2 separate regions of the Gossypium hirsutum genome follow, and region 1 is linked to region 2. The links are chromatin contacts, called in public Hi-C maps. All regions are on one chromosome and are shown on one strand. Each heading gives the region's core, a stretch centred on a gene start, on an enhancer-like site or on the middle of the called end of the contact. The rest is flanking DNA. Distances are from core to core; before and after follow the strand shown.

Region 1 (3,740 bases), core at 981-3,480, 970 kb after region 2:
GTATAAATATATCTTCTAGATATAATCATCAATCCGTTTTTATAATTAATCAGTGAAATAAAATTGTTCTTATTAATAACGATTTTTTTATTTTTAATCCTCCATCTATTTTAATAATTTTTTTCATTGTTTATTTCATTATTTCAATTATCTTTATACTTTTATTCTTTTAGTTCAAATGTTTTTCATGTTTTTTAAAATTATTATATATATATATTATAAATTACTGTATTATTATTTTATCATTTTTTCATCTATCATTGAATAAATAAAAATATTAAAATTTGTCGATTAAGTCTTAGTTTGATTGGCATGAGCATTGTTATCAGTGTAGGAGGATGTGGGATCGAGTGTGCTAAAACATATTATCTTCATATTTATGGTTGGAGAAGGCTATAGATAATTTTAGATATTGTGCTATTTTAATAAAAAAGCCAAATATAATCAAAAACATATAATAAAATTATTAAAAAAATTTATATAACAATCATTTTATGTTGTCGGCTATTGATTTCACAATTTTGCCATGTTTAAACTGAAGTGTAATATTTTTGAAGCAACATAATTTTATAATGGTACATTTGTATATTTTAAAATGTGATGGATTAACATCTTAATAAATATAATTTTAATCATTTTAAATTTAATAGATTTGATTTAAATATTTCAAAATGTATTATTATGAGTTTATAAAATTAGTTCAACATTCATGTATATGTTAAAATCTTTGAGCTTTTAATAATATTGATATTATAGATATATGGAAGTTCGGCTTTGAAAACTAATAGTTAGGGGTGTAAATGAATAAAATGTTCGATGAACCACTTGTATAACGTTCGTTTACTAAGCTAAATAAATAAGTATGAACAAAATTTTTATATTTGTTTAATAAATGAGTGAATACCAACATACGTGTGTTCGGTTCGTTTATGTTCACGAATAAACTCGTTTATTGGCTCGTTTATAAGCTTGTTTATGACTCGTTTATTTATTAATGATATTTTCTTATAAAAATATTGAAATAATATCTGTGTGTATGTATTTATTTATTATATGTTTGTTTATTATTCATTAATATTGTTCGTGAACATTTTCAATTATATGTTCATGAACATGTTGTTTAATGTTCGTGAATTTTAAACAAACGAATATGAACACACATAAATTTAAATAAACGAACATGAACAAAAAATTTAAAATTTTTAACGAACACAAATTGAACATGAACAAAGGGTTGTTCGTTCAAGCTTGATTCATTTGCAGCCCTACCAATAGCAACTATACTTGAAGATTAGATTGGTTTTGATCAAACAATTATATAATTATAGGCATAATCACAATTATAAATATAAATTATAAACATTCAAAAAATTATGGGGAGGAATTCACTTATACAATGTAAAACTTAAGTTGTTTTACACCATTGATAACTTTTTTATGCTATTAATATTTTAACGATCTAATAGTTGAATTTTTTTAAAATATTTGTACTTATCATGCATGCAAAATTTTTAATCGAGTCAGTATCTACATCATATCAATCTAAAGTATTGTTTATAATAACATATATTTGATAATTGAAAGTCTTTTTTTCATAAAATAAATAGTTAAAATTTTTTAATTTATATCAAACTTGACATATATAATTTATATAACTAGAGCATGAAATATAACGGTGATTGTTAAAATATTAATCATAAAAAAATTATGAAAAAATAGAAAGCCACTTAAATTTTACTCCAATAACCGAATTATGATAAAATTAATAACCATTTTTCTTTTAAATATCGCATTTTAAGGTGAACAAAAAAGGTCCTACCGGGAGTCGAACCCAGGTCGCTGGATTCAAAGTCCAGAGTGCTAACCACTACACCATAGAACCTCCAATGCTTATAAGATATAAATCTTAATTTAAAATCAAAGTAGAGGAAATAAAAGGATTTTCAATGGGAATAAGAATAATCTGCAAGTTAGTGATCGGATGATTCTAAATCATGCAACAAGATCATTATTCACTGTTTGCAATTGAGAGAATTAGGTTCGGTAATTTATGTATTTATATAATTTTTAATAAACTAGTAATTTGTGCTATAAAAACTTCAACATCTTATGTTTTTTCATGATTTTGTTTAATTTATATATATATTTAAGTAATTTTGTGGGTACCTTTAATTATATTTGTAATTATTTTTATAATCCAATAATTTAAATAATAAAATTAAACAATTTCACTTTCTTTTTTGTATAAAAAAACAATTTCCATGTTTTTCAAAATCCCGCTTCAACGAGGAATGCAAATTATGCGCATTGCGCACCCACGTGCTCCTCGATCCCATGACACGTGCCAATGCAAGCAGATATGCGTTTGCAGACTGCAGACTGCAGACTGCAGTGCGCAGTGTGCAATCTCCATACTGCAATGGTACTGTTCAGATAAACGCATAGCCATTGAATTTTGGTTTTTGAAAATATTTATAAACCAATGACGATATAGGTTGTCTCAAATTTAAATTTAAAAAATGAATATGTTAAAATATTAACATTGCACCTAATTAATTTCCCCTCCAATTTTTCCTCCTCTTTCTTTCTCTTCTCTCTATCAAACCTCCAGCTTGGAAGTCCCATGGAGTTTCCTCTTTCTATCTTCTCTTCTCAATGCACCTGAATCTTTCCTTTTTCGCTTCTTAACCCCTAAAAAAGTCTCCTACTTTGTTGAAATGTGGTGGAGACATAAGGGAGTTAATTTCCATTCCGTTTTTGGAATTTAGTTTAAGGTTTTGGATTTCTAGGGTTTCTTACCTTAAAATAGAACAATTTTCCGGTTTAGTTTTTTGTTTGGTGGTGTCTACAGAAAAATGCCGCCACATCGATCCAAGTCGGAGAAAAACGATGGCATGGCGAAGCATCTTCGTCGAGATCCTTATGAGGTGCTTGGGGTCTTGAGAAACTCTACGGATCAGGAAATTAAGAGCGCGTACAGAAAAATGGCTCTCAAGTATGTTTAGTTTTTCTTACCTTTTTTTTTAAAAAAAATTTTAATTGTAAATTTTCGGTCTTTTTCCTTTATAAGTTTAAAGGTGTTCCTATGTTCGAATTCTTGGTGTTTTTGTTAAGAGTTTTTAGTGATTTCTTTAGGGTACATCAGGGTACACTAGTTTGAGCATATTGATAACTATGGTTAATTATAAGGTAAATTCACTTGCGTACGTGGAGTATACCAAGTATTTAGAACCGGAATTTGGATGGCATTTTCGAACCATAACTGGAGATTTATGAGTGATTGGGGTTCGGTGTGATGGTTTGCCTTCCCAATGATAGTGTGTAGGAGAGTCATTTATCAACATATAGCAATAGCTGTGGAGGACTTGGCCAAGCTTCAGATTTTTAGTGTTGGTATTTGCCAGTTAGACAACAGATTTTGCTTAGATCAGGTGTCCTATACCATGCTTGTGCAGGGATAAGCATTCGAAGCAGAATAACGCTGGCCTTTAGTGACTGGTTGGATATCCGGAATACTTGTCAAACAACAGATAAAACCATAACTAAAGTATCCAAATGATTGTTTCCAACATGTGTCCACAGAATGGTTTATTTGCCTTGATGATGCTCCTTTCCAGCAAGCAGCTATGACAAATGAAATATGTGATTTGGGACAGACAATGTATGGCATGGACTACTTTTCAGATAGTTCACGTTGGACATCTCTTGACATTAAGCATATAAAGTTCTGGTTATACACT
Region 2 (3,712 bases), core at 423-2,922:
TTTCTTTCTGGACATAATGGCTAAATTCAAATTTAATGAGCTCATATTTAAACAACATTTTGTGCATAAAGGAATATAGATTGAGGGTCTAATTCTATCTGCAGGCTACAGATAGAGAAACAAATAAAATTGATGTTGGATAGACAATTAGAAAATCCAAAATGCTATTAAGGAAATTAAACTCTCTAATCCCGCTGCAGTAACTCTTAACTTCACAATAAACAAAAATTAACAAATAATTTAGTGGGTTGCTGGCATAATAAATTTTGTTTCTCCAACTTTCGTTTACAATTAACTTATATATAAAGAAACTCTAAGAATTCTCTGATTTTCTTTCCCCCTCTCTAGGTTATATAGCTGAAAACCAAGACCTCAATGTATTTGCATCAAACAAAACAAATTAACAATCATTTCGGTAATGATAACTGTACAGAACAAAAGGGAAACCAAAGTTTTTATACTAAAACATATATCAGAAACAAAATGCAAAAGTAAAAATACACTAACCACAAAACCCCACTCCTTTTATTTTGAACTAAAACAAAGTTAATACCTTCTGCTGGTACTGCCCAACCGAGTCTTCCACCTGAACAGGCACGGAAGTGGGCACAGCGTGCACCGGAACCTGGAAAGAAGTATAAGTCCCAGCAGCAGCAGCAGCCGCCACTTCAGCAGGATCCTTTATCTCCGGCGTGGTTGTAAAATAATCCAAAGCCATAATCTTGTTAAGCCTCTCTCTCAACCCAGCATCTGCAGCAAAGAACTCTCAAATCAGAAAAGCTAGAAATTGAACAATAAGTACATAATTATAATAGCTACGAAAATGATTAGAGCGGATGAATACATGAAACGTCGGCATTGGGGTCAACAGGCTGGTCAGAGTTAGAAAGCCAAAGCATAGCATGCTGGATACAACGGTGCAAAGCGTTCTTATGAGACAAACTGGAATCAGCCGGCCGCGAAGTCAATAGTCCACTCAGCGTCGAAATCAAATCCAAATCTTTCTCGTTAAGCAGATCGGTAGCGTCGTCGGTAACGTAATCGTAAGTCAAGCAGCAGCCTCTCTCGTGGGTCCTCGTCAACATGGTGGAGGTAAAATCACTCTGAGACTTGACATCGAACAACGACCCGAAATAGAGAAGATTGAGGAGATCCTCAATGGCATGATCGGGGACATTGGGCAGTTGTTCTTGGGGTTCAGTCTTGTCAGGTTGGGCTTGAGAGGTTGTTTCTGATGATGAAACGGTTTGACGCTGTAAGGCGAGTGAGATTTCTTCGGAGACAGCGGAAGAAAGAGGCTGGAGAAGCTTCTCGAGTTCATCAATAAGGGCAGATACGGTGGGTTTGGAACGGAGGACATCTTCTTGTTCTTTGTTCAAAGTTTTGCCTTGGGAGACCGATTCTTCCATTTGGAGAATGCGGTTGTATTTCTTGCGTAGGGCACGGAGGCGTTTGTTGATGAAGCTAAGGACGGGGCCGTCCGAAACTGTGGCTAGAGAGTCGGAGGAAATAGTTGCTGCTGCGGCGGCCGCCATTGCAGGGTTGGTGTTGTTAGCGGTGGGGGATAAGAGTTCAGAGAGAGCACCACAGGGGAGGGGAGGTAGTGACGGGGGTGGAGCGGCAGGATGGGGCACTTTTGGAAAGGAAGCAAGTTAAACGGACCTTTTTATTTGAATATATATCTTTTAAGCTTAACTATGCTCCATTTTCCATTATGATATATTAAATTTATGTATATAAAAATTAAATGATTTTTACTAAATATTTCAATTATTAAAATATATTATCTTAAATTGTTAAAATTTATATAAATTTTCTAAACTTTTATAAATAATATTGTTAAAAATATAAATTTTTAATTTTTATAAAGATAATTCAAATTCAAATTAATATAAATTAAGATAAAAAGAAAGTAATATTTAAAATAAACTTGAATGATTTGATAATAATTTTAGGGTTACCCATAAAAAAAAGATAGAATATAAATTAAAGATTAAAAAGAGAAAAAATATATTTATATATTTTTTCATAACCTATGATTAGAATCAATTATAGTGGAGATTATTGATATTAGAGGTGTGCATGGCCGGGGTACGAAGGCCCGCCCGAAATGTGGGAGGGTTTGGGAAAAAATATTGGCCCAAAAAATGGGCTTGGGCAAAAAAATAAGGCCCGTTTAAAAAAAAGGGCCTGGCGTCGGGTAAGGCATTTTTGCCCTGCCCGGCTGGCCCGAATTCACTAAATGAAAAAAAAATTAATATTATTTTCTCCCTATTTGCTACTATTTTACTATTATATTGCTATTATTTTGTTGTTATTGTTTGGATATTATATAAAACTTATTTTATTGTTAATTTTTTTATTATTTTAAAGACATTTGCTAATTTTGTTATTATTTTAGAGGCATTTGCTTGTTAAATTGTATCTATTTTAGTGTTATTTAAGTATACATATTTTTTAAAATTTATTTTCAATTTGTTGAAAAATATTTATTTTGATGTTTTTAGTATTTTTGATGGTTTATATATATATTAAAATTATATAAAAATAATATAAAAATTAATATGGGCGGGTCGGGTCAGGTCGGGCTCGGGTTTTAACATTTTTATTAGGGCCGAACTTGGGTAAAATTTTACGCCTATTTTTCGGGTTGGGCCAGGCCTGGGCCTAGCAAACGGGCCTAAATTTTTAGTTGGGCCTGACCCGACCCGACCCATGCACACCTCTAATTGACATGTATGTTCTTTATTATATTAATGGGTATTTAATGTTGATATATTTTTATAAGGAGATTAGATTGAAATAATATTTATTTTAAACTTTAGTCAATAAAGTCACCTGACAAATGACTTGCGTGCCAAATGACCTTTTCTTGGCCGTGCCACATTGGAACGCTTTCTTTAATTGTAACTTTAAATTGCTATAGTATATATATATTAGACATGTTCATAGGTCGAGTTCAAAAAGTGGGAGGGTTTGGGCAAAAATATAGGCCCGAAAAATAGGCTTGGACAAATATAAGGCTCGTTTTAAAAATGGGTCAGGCCTCAGGTAAGACATTTTTGGCCCGAGCCTAGCTTGAATTTACTAAATGCCAAAAAAAAATCTGTGTAACACCCCTAACCCGTATCCGCTGCCAGAATAGGGTTTCGGAGCATTACTACCATTTGCAGATCACTTAAAAAAATTAAAATACTTACCGATCCAATGCATCATATAAAATAAATATATTACCATTCAATCAACAATTTGGCACTTGTATAAGCATCAAACAACAACATTGTTAGTATACTTGCACATATCTCATATAAATTCAACATTGATATATCTATTTTCTCGACATGTCACACTTGAGTTTAATAATAGTCTCAATTACATAATTTCCTTGTATCAACATATCAAAGATAATCATATATGTACATGTCATGAAACATATCATGCTCTTACCGTTTCTTCACAAGCATATATCATTCATTTCATTATATCAATATTTTATGCTTCATCATTTCCATATATTTTATGTATATTTATTCTGGTAATAGCTTATATCAAACTTAACATAAATTATATTCCATGTACTTATACTTATTTCGTTTATCCATTTTCATAATTATTTCATACAACGCTTTTGTACATATATTTCTATATGACCAGTTCTTATAAACATTTCACACAACCATTTCATATAACCATTCGTCATCTGATACATTTT

Evidence for each region. Hi-C and Micro-C count contacts between places; a contact is called where the count stands out from the background.
Region 1: a Hi-C map of leaf shows a contact between it and region 2, with 2.5 times the contacts expected there. The contact joins the promoter of LOC121228189 here to the promoter of LOC107948066 in region 2. A contact is called at or near these places in 3 of 34 Hi-C or Micro-C datasets (hypocotyl and leaf).

Annotation. Positions count from the first base shown.
Region 1 is chrA04:80,136,640-80,140,379 of Gossypium_hirsutum_v2.1, forward strand. LOC121228189 (chaperone protein dnaJ 16) reads left to right here and starts at 2,231. Exons shown (of 12, transcript XM_041111456.1): 1 at 2,231-2,995. The coding sequence starts at 2,856. TRNAQ-UUG (transfer RNA glutamine (anticodon UUG)) reads right to left here and starts at 1,882; the gene lies at 1,811-1,882.
Region 2 is chrA04:79,167,347-79,171,058 of Gossypium_hirsutum_v2.1, forward strand. It overlaps LOC107948066, which reads right to left and starts at 1,673. Exons shown (of 7, transcript XR_005925714.1): 1 at 845-1,673; 2 at 554-750.